Linked DNA regions of Rattus norvegicus: region 1 is linked to region 2. A link is a contact called in public Hi-C data. All regions are on one chromosome and are shown on one strand. The core of a region is the stretch at or near the end of the contact, and the rest is flanking DNA. Distances in the headings are between cores, read along the strand shown.

The links. A called contact is a pair of places that touch in the nucleus more often than the background predicts.
Region 1: a contact with region 2 is called in a Hi-C map of liver, with 7 times the contacts expected there. The contact joins the promoter of Plppr2 here to the enhancer-like site in region 2. A contact is called at or near these places in 3 of 12 Hi-C or Micro-C datasets (the A7r5 cell line, hepatocytes and liver).

Annotation. Positions count from the first base shown.
Region 1 is chr8:28,740,400-28,745,596 of GRCr8, reverse strand. It overlaps Plppr2 (phospholipid phosphatase related 2), which reads right to left and starts at 2,446. Exons shown (of 10, transcript NM_001005881.4): 1 at 2,053-2,446; 2 at 707-876. It overlaps Ccdc159 (coiled-coil domain containing 159), which reads right to left. Exons shown (of 13, transcript NM_001371565.1): 9 at 5,130-5,197; 10 at 4,664-4,785; 11 at 4,375-4,457; 12 at 3,609-3,707; 13 at 3,376-3,441. The coding sequence ends at 3,437.
Region 2 is chr8:28,702,504-28,708,346 of GRCr8, reverse strand. No RefSeq gene overlaps it. Among named protein-coding and RNA genes, the nearest start is that of Rab3d, 20 kb to the left of the region's middle. Within about 2 kb of position 1,391, at least 60 of the 93 cell types and tissues checked have an H3K27ac peak or open chromatin away from gene starts, as enhancers often do. A contact at or near this core is called in the A7r5 cell line, hepatocytes and liver, where this site is marked.

The sequences.
Region 1 (5,197 bases), core at 1,197-3,696, 36 kb before region 2:
AGTAAATGAAGCTTCATAGAATTCTGGGTCTGCTCTTTAACCTGGCCACGCTCAGCAACCGGACCCCACCTTACTGGCCCCTGATCCTGCTCACTGGACTTCCCTGCCTCTTCCCAGGGCTCTGAGGTCTACCAGAGAGCTAGCCTTTTTTTTTTCTTACATGTATTACATGTATTACATGTGTTACATGTATTCTTTGTTGAGTCTCTGTGCACGTGTGCCACACAGCTCATGTGGAGGTCATGCTGGAGGTCAGATGGCAACCTGTACAAGTTGGTCTCTCAGAAGGTTCTACAGTGACCTCTTCTCTCTCTCTTCAATTAAAGAAATTCCACAGACCCCATTTATGGGAACCTCTATTCAGCCTTTAGAGAAGGGGACTCTCTCCTTGGTCCCCTCTGTCATATTTTAGGGAACTTCATCTTCTTTGCCCAGGAGATCCCATGCTTCTTACCCTCTCCCTTCTCCAAGTCTCTTCCACCATGGCCTCCACATCCCCCTCCCTGTCCCCATGGGCTGTGGTATCTGGTGTGGGCTGATAGCCAGATACTCCCTCTCTCCCAGCTGCTTCGCACCCCCCATCCTCCCAGGCCAGCTGCCTCTCCAGTCTCCTCTCACTACCCCTCCCCCACACCTAACTTCAGTTCCCAAAGCATCAGTAGCCAATACAGTCATGCCAGTGTGTACCCAGTGACTCCTGTCTCACCTGTGAAAGTGCCCTAGGGCTTCCGACAGGCATCCACCTCCACCACCACCAACTCACAGACACTCCTTGAGGTCAGCAGGGCAAGGACACTCATCTCCATTGCACCGATGTGGAAATTGAGGCCCAGGCAGGTGAGGGTGGGCACTGTACATCCAGGGCTCCATTGAGGCCTACTCCACAGAGTGACATGTTGGAGTGAGGGTCACCACAGGTCTCAGATGTACAGAGTCACCCATATGAGCACTCCCACACAAGATATAACCCAGGCAAGGCTTCCATCCCAAACACCACACACGGGGACATCTCAGAACATGACATCCCTCCATTTCACAGCAAGAGCCAAGCATACTGTGTGGGGTGCCTGTTTCATGCTGAGCAAACCAGATTTGCTCATTCACACAAATCCCCAGTACTTCTAAACACACACACACACACACACACACACACACACACACAGTTTGCATACGGCCTGTCATAGACACCCACACGGATGGAACATACTCCCTCAAACACGCAGTCAGAGAGGCACACAGAGAGACACCCCAGCCCCCCACAAATCCTTGCCCTGATACAGTCACCCCCATAGACTCAAGGCTGCTAACCACTTAGAATCACAGAGTCACTCCACACAATGAGACTCACAGAATGGGTCACAGAGTCACACCCCCAGTTACAAGGCGCTCAATGACAATCACACACATGAACACCCTCTCCACAGTCATAGGAGAGACAGCCTGCCACCCACAGCCTCAGCCACATGGTCAGGTAGGGATATATGTGACTTGCAGCACACACAAAAGGCACGTAAGAGCAGACACCTGCCAGATTGCAAAACAGTCACACAACATCAGAAGGAACACAACAGTAACTACAAAATGACAGACCACACAACTAGACACCAACACACACACACACACACACACACAACACACGGAGTACATGTTTTCTCTCTCTCTCTACACACACACACACACACACACACACACAGACATTCAAAATCAGTGGACACACCCGAACCCATCACAGCCAGACAACCACACAACCAGTTACACAACCACACACCGACAAGGGGCAGCTACACCATCATTCATCCACAGCCACCCTCGCAGCACTGTGGCCTGGCTCTTGAGGTCCCCGGTGGGGGGGGGTCCCCTTCTCCAGGTTCCCCTCCCCCAACCCCATCTAAAGCCCTAGATCACCGCCTCCCCTCCCCCTAGCTGCCCTCCCCTCCGCAATGGACCCGCAGGGAAGGGATCGGAAAGACCCACGTCCATGGTATGGTCCTGCGTGTCCAGGATGGGCAGCCCCCGGGCTAGAAAGAGGGGTCGCCCACGCTTCTCCCTCACCCTGTCTAGGCCGCCGCCGCCTGAACCCTCGCTCCCTCTAGACGGTCCCGGCGCCGCAGAACAGTCAGACAGATCGCTGGTCAGGCAGGCGGACAACGAGAAGAAGCCTGGACCGCCGGACTTGCCGCTCCGCGCAGACTCCGTGGCCGAGGCAGGGGCGGGGCCACAGGGTGCCTTATTTGCATAACCCAGTGGGGCGGGGGCAGGAGCCATCATTTGCATAACCCGTGGGGGGCGGGCCCAAGTCTCTTCTTCACCAGGTGGGCGGGGCCTTTGGGTCTCATTTGCATAACACAGAGGGGCGGGGAGTTGTGAGAATAACGGGGCAGGGCTATATGACGTTCATTTGCATAACTCAATGAGGCGGGGCAGGACGCGTTGGCAGAGATTTGAAGGGAAAAGAATGGAAATAGAGAGTAAGGACAAGGTAGGATAGGCTGAGGGAAAAGAGGAGCTCAGCCTCTTCAAAGAACACCCTCTGGCACACCTCTTCTCCATTTGGCATCCCAGATCCATTTTTGTGTTTGAGACAGGGTCTCACACAGATTAAGCTACCAGCTCAAGCTCCAGTTTTCTTTGTAGCCAAGATTAGCCTTGAACATTGGGTCCTCCTGCCTCATCTCCTTGCGTGCTGGAATTTCACACCTGTTCCACCACATCTGGTTTGAATGATGGGGTTGGAACGCAAAGCTTCCTGCATGCTAGGCAAGTATTGCCCTGATTTTGTGTTTTTAAGTTTTTTAAGTTGCATTTATTTGCTGGGCAGTGGTGGCCACACGCCTTTAATCCCAGCACTTGGGAAGCAGAGGCAGACAGATCTCTGTAAATTCAGTGCCAACCTGGTCTACCGAGAGAGTTCCAGGACAGCCAGGGCTAGAGAAACCCTGCCTTGGAAAAAAAGGTTTTAAGAACATTTATTTATTGGGGTGTGTGTCGGTGTGCATTTATAGGTTGGAGGACAACTTGCACGAGCCAGTTCTCTACCACCATGAGGGTCCCTAGGATCAAACTCAGGTCTTCAGACTTGGCAGTAAGTGCCTTTACCCAGTGAGCCATTTGGCAGGCCCACTTTGATTTTGAGACAAGGTCTTCTGTAGCTCAGGCTGGTCTCATACTTGGCTGTGTTAACTTTAAAGTGACCTTCCTTCCACCTACCTCCCTAGTGCTTGTATCACATACATGCCCAACTAATACACCCTAAATCTTGATCACTGTCCACACATCCTGAAAAGTGCCTCCTTTGAGATACCAGAGTTATCTGGGGTTGGCATGGGGAGGACCCCAGACTCTTGAACCAGCAGGTGCAAAAGTCCAGGGTGGACGAAGGTCTCAGCTAGTTTATTTTCTCTCTGGAGGGGTCTTCAGGGCAAGCAGTCCCAGCTGCTCAAGCTATGGGGAGAGAAGGTAGGTCGTGGTCTGGTTTGAACCAGGAGAACTCAGGGTTGCCAGCCAGGGACCAAATGCCCAGGTACAGTGCTAGCCTCAAGGCCTACACTGTGGGAATCACAAGTGGGCCAGATGGTAAGGGATGGAGAGGGGTTGAGTAGGGTCTGTACCGGGAGGGTAGGATCCGCTCTTGCTGAAAGGTCTCTCCCAGTCAGAATCGGAGTCCCAGGAGGGGCACTGAGAACTCTGGCACTGGTGTCCTTTCTGGCCTGTGGGAGAGACATGCCATCCTGGCCCTTCAGGTCCTCAATATGACCCTCTAGCAACTTCAGAATATGAGCTCCACATCTCTTGAGATGAAACCTCACTGATTTATCATCCAGACACACGCATCCCTTGGTTGACCCAAAGTAATACCAAATTATATCAATGATTCTCAGCACCCACAGGGTGGCTCACAAGCCTCTGACACCTTTTTCTGGCCTGAGGCACTAGGCACAGATCTATGGAAAACGCCCACAAACATAAAATAAAATACATCTAAAAAATTCCTATAGTGCCAGGAATGGTGGCTCACATCTGTAACTCCAGAATGGGGGGGTGGTGGATGTAGAGGGGATGGGAATTCAGGTCATTCTTGAATACATAGTGAGTTTAAATTAATCTGGGCTATGTGAGATTATATCTCAAAAACAGAAAGAAATTCTCACAGATCCTAAATGTGACCCCAAAGTAGCTTGCTCATGAAACACCCATGGATTTGAGGTCCTCTTTCACCCACCCCCTAATTTCTGGGGTTCTGCCTTCTTCGAAATCTCAACCAGTTCCTCAGCTTTCTAAGGTAGCCTTGGAACCCCAACCTATGTGACCCTCTTAAAGGTGGCCTCATACACGCGGGGCTGGGAGTGATCCCCCCCATTACATCCGGCTCCTCACCCCTGAGACTGGAAGCCTTTGGTCTGGTGCCCATGGACAAAGCAAGACAGTCGATGGAGCTCTGCAGACTGTGAACAGCAGACCTGTGGGGAGACAGAGAGACAGGGCCCCAAGAGATGTTGGGGTATCCGGGGTACCCCTGAATCCTCGCTAGGGCAAGGGCAGCTGTAGAAAGAATGATTCCTAGAAGTAGGAGGGATTAGAGCCAATTGAGTTCCAGACGCAGCCGGGAGAGAGGCAGGTCAGAGGAGGGTTAGGGGTCAGAGGTCACACCGGAAGCTAGCCTCACCATATGTCACTCAGCTCCTTCTGGAGGTCATCCTTCCAGCAACCACCGCTGTCTGCGGGCACCCCCTCAGCCTCTGGCCATGAAGATGAGTCACATGCCTGCTGCTTCATCTTGGTAAGAACCTGGTTCGGGAGGGGGTTTGGGGGAGCAAGTGATTAGACACGCAAGTAATGATGACCATAGGAAAAGGTAATCATGATGTAGCACATCAATTCCAGGCCGTATCGACAGTATGGAACCCTCAGGGAGCACAACTTTCCGATCCGGGAGGAATCGCAGCTATTACACCCGTTATATGGAGGGGCAAATCGAGCCCGGAGAGGCAAAGTGATTTGCCCATAGTCACACAGCATTAAGTAGCAGAGCTGGGCTTTGAATTCTGCCTCCTAGATCGAGTTCAGAGGTGGAAGCCGGAGGAAGCGCCTCTTGGCCCGCTGTCCCTCAGGCACTCGTTTTCTCAGCTCACCTTGCGGCACTTCACCTGTGTTTTCTGCATCTTCTGGATATTCAGGAGATTCTCTGAGATCTCGTCCT
Region 2 (5,843 bases), core at 142-2,641:
GGCTACACAGTAGCCTGTCTCAAACAAAACAAAACAAACAAAAAACAAAATCAAACTACAGTAACACAAACACCCTAACACAATGCAAATGATGCTGTAATAACGCCAGGCTTTTTGAAGATGCAAACCATTGTTAGTGTGCACACTGGGAGATCGGGAGATGGGGACATGGGGATACCGGGGAAACCGGGAGATCGGAAGATACGGAGAATGCCTGGTGCCTTAGTTTTGCCACAGGAGGACCAACCTCAACGGAGCTTTAAAGATGTTTAACCACAGAAGAGCATTCTGACACACCCGGAGTTAGCCACAAAGATACAACGTGTCCCCTGTCCCACAGGATCAATCTTTTAAAAGCACCCACCCTCAGGCATTCATTTCATCCTCGCAAAACCTAGACTCACGCACACTGTTACACTTAGCTGTTCCAAGTTCATATCATCGCCAAGAATGAGCACAAAATAAAAACCAAAAAAGACAAAGGGACCGATAGCGGTTTTTTGGTATTTTATTATCAATTCCTCCTCAAAGAGCAGTGAGCGCCCCATAGAAATAAAAGAAGAGACTCAACCCCCAGCAGCCAGGTGGGATTGCTACAGTTTGTTCTCTGACCTCCATACGTGTGCAGTGGCACACAGTGCCCACCTCCCCACAGATTTTACAGAATTGTTTTTATGTGTATGGGGGGGGGGTGTGCGCGCGCCCCGTGTGCTGCCAGGATCAGAAGAGAGCATCAGACCCCTGGAAACCAGGGATGGTCCCTCGTCATTGGTCTAAAGCTGGGAAGATAAGAGGCGGAGAAGAGGCTCTGTTCTCTGAAACTTTTCGCTAATACTCTGTAACTAAGCCTCCATCTGAATCAATAACTCTTGCCTGGCACTTTGCCCCGCTCAAGGACTACATTTCCCAGAATCCACACAAGGATTTCCTATCAGACTGCGCCAATAGAAGACTCTCTTCGCTAACTTCCGTTAATGGTTACAAAATGGAATCGTGGGTGGGAGATGCATGTAAGAAGGAGAAATCTTGGAACGACTGTTCCCACGCCTTGTCTTCAGCTCCGCGGTTACAGCTGTGGAAAGATGTGTTCTTCTGTTTTCTTGTGTGAGATCCGTTATTTTGTTATTTTAGGCAGTGTCGGGGTAGAAATCTCGCTTCCCGACAAACCACACCAAACTAACGGTTCCACATGTAGAAATTTAATGAGAGAAGAAGAGTAGAAAAGGGGAGAAGTAAAGGCCGGCCATGAGCACGTGGAGGGAAGGGGGAAGGGGAATGGGGAGAGAAGGAACAAAGAGGAAGAGGGCAAGCAGCCGCTTTTATAGTGTCAGGCAGACTTGGCTTTTGCCAGCTAACTGTAGGGCAGAACATGACTGACTATTGCTAGGTAGCTGTGGGGGGTGGAGCTTAGACAGAATACCAACAGGCAGGGTCTTAATATGGGTCGAGGCTGTTCTGAAATTCACAATGTAGTCCAGGTTATCCTTAGAACTCTAGAGATCAGCTTGTTTCTGCCTCCCGAGTGGGCCACTACGCCAGTCTGTAACCCAGGATGACAAACTCCTGATTCTCCTGCCTCCCCTCCGGAATCCTAGGATTACTGGAGAATTCCATCATGCCTGGCTTTTGATCACATTTTCTTTTAAAATCATTATTACTTTCTTTACTGTATGTGACCACTTGTATTTGCACATCTCGTGATATGAGTTTAGATAGAGGTCAGAGAACAACTCTGACAGTCAGTTCTTTCTACCATGTGGATCCAGGAAAATTCAGCTCATTTGACTTGCAACAAGCAAACTTGCCAGCTGAACATCTTGCTGGCCCCTCTTTTGTGTGTGTGTGCAAGCATTGGGAGTGTATGTTTAAACACGGGAATGCAGAGGTCAGACACTGGTGTTTGCCATCTTCGTTTAGTTTACACCTTTCGCTTTTAAATTATTTCATTTTTTCATTTGGGGTTGGGGACAGCAGGTAAGCCACAGCACAGATGTGGAGGTGTGAAGAGACCCTGTTGGTGCTCCGTCCCTCTTATGGGTTCTAGGTGTCCCAAATCAGCTCATTGAGCTTGTATTGCGAGCATTTTACAGGATCGGACCTTGAATTTTTTTGCTGTTGTTGTTGTTTTTATTTTTTTTGAGACAGGGTTTCTGTGTAGTCCTGGCTATTCTAGAACTCAGTATGTAGTCCGGGTTAGCCTTGAACTCAGGGACCCAGCTGCCACCACCATGTCCATGTATGTCCTTGTGCTGGAATTACAGGACTTGCCACCACAATGGGCTTAAATGAGAAATTGATTTTCAGAAGGAAAGCCTGGGCTTCTGTTTAAAAATTAGATCTAGGCATAGTGGTGGAAACCTTTAATCCCAGCACTCAGGAGGCAGAAGCAGGTGGATCTCTGTGAGTTTGAGGCCAGCCTGGCTACACAGTGAGATCCTGTCTCAAAACTAACCATGTTGGGGGATAGTATAATATTTATTACTTGATCCACGTGAGCAAGACATACCATACTTCAGTTTTTTACAAGTCTAGGTAATATGTAAAAAATTAAAAAAAAAACAGGAAAAAAAGGTTTTTGTGGCTGTTTGCCTGTGTGTATGGTTCGTGCACCTGTGGGCAGAGGCAGGGGAGTGTCTTGCTCTATCACTCTCTGCCTTAGTCACTAGAAGGGAGTTTCGATGAATCTGGAGCCGGCAGTGTCTTGAGGTCCTTGTTTGTAATCCTGCCCAGGGCTGGGACTGACAGTGTGGCCCCAGTCTTTAAGGTGGTCATCTAGGGGGTGACTAGATCTGCGAGTAGGATAATCATTTCCCTCAGGGGCTGAGTTCTGGTGGGACTTGGATGACTTACAACAAGAGCAGCTTCTCGTAAAATGAAGCTGTCCCCTGTGCCATACTTTCTAAATACATCTCTCTGCCCTCCAGTTTTCTGCCCCAACCTTAAGCAAAAAGCTCTCACCAGAAGCCAAAACAGATCCAGGGACACCTAGCTGCCAGACCCTTATCCAAAAGAAACCCCTGGCTGGGAGTAGGGACATGGTGGGTGATTCATGTCCGTCATCCCAGCTCTTGGGAAGTGGAAACAGGAGGATGAGAAGGTTCGAGGTCATCATCAACTACATAGTGAGTTGGAGGTCTTCTTGGGATACAGGAGACCCAGCCCCACGCCCCAAAAAGCAAGAGTTCTAAAGCCAGTTGTGGCAGCACACAATGAGTAATCTCAGTACCAGGGAGGCTGAGGCAGGGGGGTTTGGTCACTGATAATGGTCTACACAGTAAGCCCATATCTCAAAATCCCCATACTCCAAAACACCAACAAAAATGTCTGCACCTCATGTCTGCAGTCTCTGTACTCAGGAGGCTGGAGCAGGATTGCCTTGGGTTTGAGGCCAACCTGGGCTACATATGGGGTTCCAGGCTGGCCTAGGCTATGGACTAAGACTGTCTCAAAAAGCAAGAAAAGAAGAGCTTGAGGATGTTACTCAGTTGGGAGGTCTCTTACCTAGCATGGGTAAGACCTGGGTTCCAGCCCCAGCCCCCTGTTAGCTGGAGTGGCAGTGCATGCTGTAAGTCCAGCGCTGGGGAGGTAAAGGCAGGAGAACCGGGAGTTCAGGATCATCCTAAGATAACTAAGGAGTTGAAATTGGAAAAGGAAAAACAGTCAGGTACATGCCTTTATTCCTAACACTCAGGAGGCAAAGGCAGGTAGATCTCTTTGGGTTCAAGGTCAGTCAGAGATAAATAGTGAGAGACCCTGTCTCTCAAAAAAAGAAAAAAAGAAAGGAAGGAAGAAAGGAAGAAAGAAAGAAAGAAAGAAAGAAAGAAAGAAAGAAAGAAAGGAAGAAAGAAAGGCTGAATGGAGTTGGCACACATCTTTAATCCCAGCGCTTTGGGAGGCAGAGGCCAGTGGATCTCTGAGTTTGTTTTGTTTCTGTGTGCTAGCCCACCACAGCCTGCACGCATTCAGGAGCAGAGGCCAGAGCATTGCACCCCTGGAACCAGAGCTGTGGGTGCTGTTGACCCTCTGACCACCATGTCCAAGAGAGATGTGGTCTCACCTCCTCAGGCACTGGGCCAGATGATGCCTCCACAGAGAAACCGGTCTAGCTTCCTTGATGCTCATATCTCTTTATTTCCAAGAAAATGTTTTCAGTGTTTTTACTTTGTTTTGAGACAAGGTGTTGGTGTCAAGTAGCCCAGGCTAGCCTAAAACTCACTACCAAGGATGACCTTGAACTCTGGTCCTCCTACAGAATGCCGGGATTATAGACATTTGCCACTATGCTAGGTTTATGTGATGGGGGTGGAGGGGTGGTTAGCCAGACCTAGCATACACCGACCCACTGAGCTTCATCTCCTGCTCATGGCATTGAGAGCTTTGAATTGAGACTTTTTTTTTCCTTTTTCTTTTTTTTTTTGGAGCTGGGGACCGAACCCAGGGCCTTGCGCTTGCTAGGCAAGTGCTCTACCACTGAGCTAAATCCCCAACCCTGAATTGAGACTTTTATTGTTGGGTTTGTTTGTTTGTGTTCGTTGTGTTTATAAAAGGGGGATATGTTTTATAGAGGTCTGAGGAAAGGGGGTGCCTCAGTGGGCTCTTGCTGAGGCATCCCTTCCCCTGAGGGACCAGCCGCACGATGGTATAGTATAGAATAGAGTTTATTCAGGACATGGGGAGGGGAGTTAAGAGGGCAGTAGGGCAGAGAAAGAGAGAGAGTAGAGTAGAGGCCAGCCATGTGCAGGTGGAGAGAATGGAGAGGGGAATGGGGAGAGAACAGGCAAAGGAGAGCAAAAGGAAGCAGGAGCAAGAGAAAGAGGAGGGTGCAGGCAGCCCCTTTTATAGTGTCAGGGAAACTTGGCTGTTGCCAGGTAACTGTGGGGGTGGAGCTTAGACAGAGTGCTAACAGTGTTGTCCTTTTTCTTTTTCTTGTTCTTTTTTTTTTTTTTTTTTTTTTTTGAGACAGGGTTTCTCTGTATAGTCCTGGCTGTCCTGGAACTCACTCTGTAGACCAGGTCAGCCTCGAACTCAGAATCACTTGCCTCTGTGTCCCTAGTGCTGGGATTAAAGGCACGTGCCGCCGCCGCCACCGCCGCCCAACTCAAACTGAGATTTTTATCTGTTTTCTCGTGACTCTTGGCTCCACCACAGCAGAGATTTCAGACTTTCACTCACTGTCATGTCTCTGGTGACCAGACACCATTCAGCATTTTCAGTGTACTTTTATGATTTGAGCTGGCAAGATAGCGTGGCGGGTAAAGAAGCTTGTGGTCAAAACTGATGATCTGGGGCTGGAGGGATGGCTTAGTGGTTAAGAACACTGACTGCGGGGCTGGGGATTTAGCTCAGTGGTTAGAGCGCTTACCTAGGAAGCGCAAGGCCCTGGGTTCGGTCCCCAGCTCCAAAAAAAAAAAAAAAAAAAAAAAAAAAAAAAGAACACTGACTGCTCTTCCAGAGGTCCTGAGTTCTATTCCTAGCAACCATATGGTGGCTCACAACTATCTGTAATGGGGTACAGTACCCTCTTCGGGTGTGTCTGAAGGGATCAACAGTGTACTCGCATACATTAAATAAATAAATCTTTAAAAAAAGTAAAAATAAAACTGATGATCTAAGTTTGATTCCTAGGATCCACATACTGGAAGGAGAGAACCAACTCTAACAAGTTGACCTCTGTCTGACCTCCACACATGCGCTGTATGGCATGTGGTGCACAAAATAAATCAATTGATATAATTTTCTTTAAATTCAGCTTATCCTAGAGACTGGTTTTTTTTGTTTGTTTGTTTGTTTTGTTTTTTTTTTTTGGTTCTTTTTTTCGGAGCTGGGGACCGAACCCAGGGCCT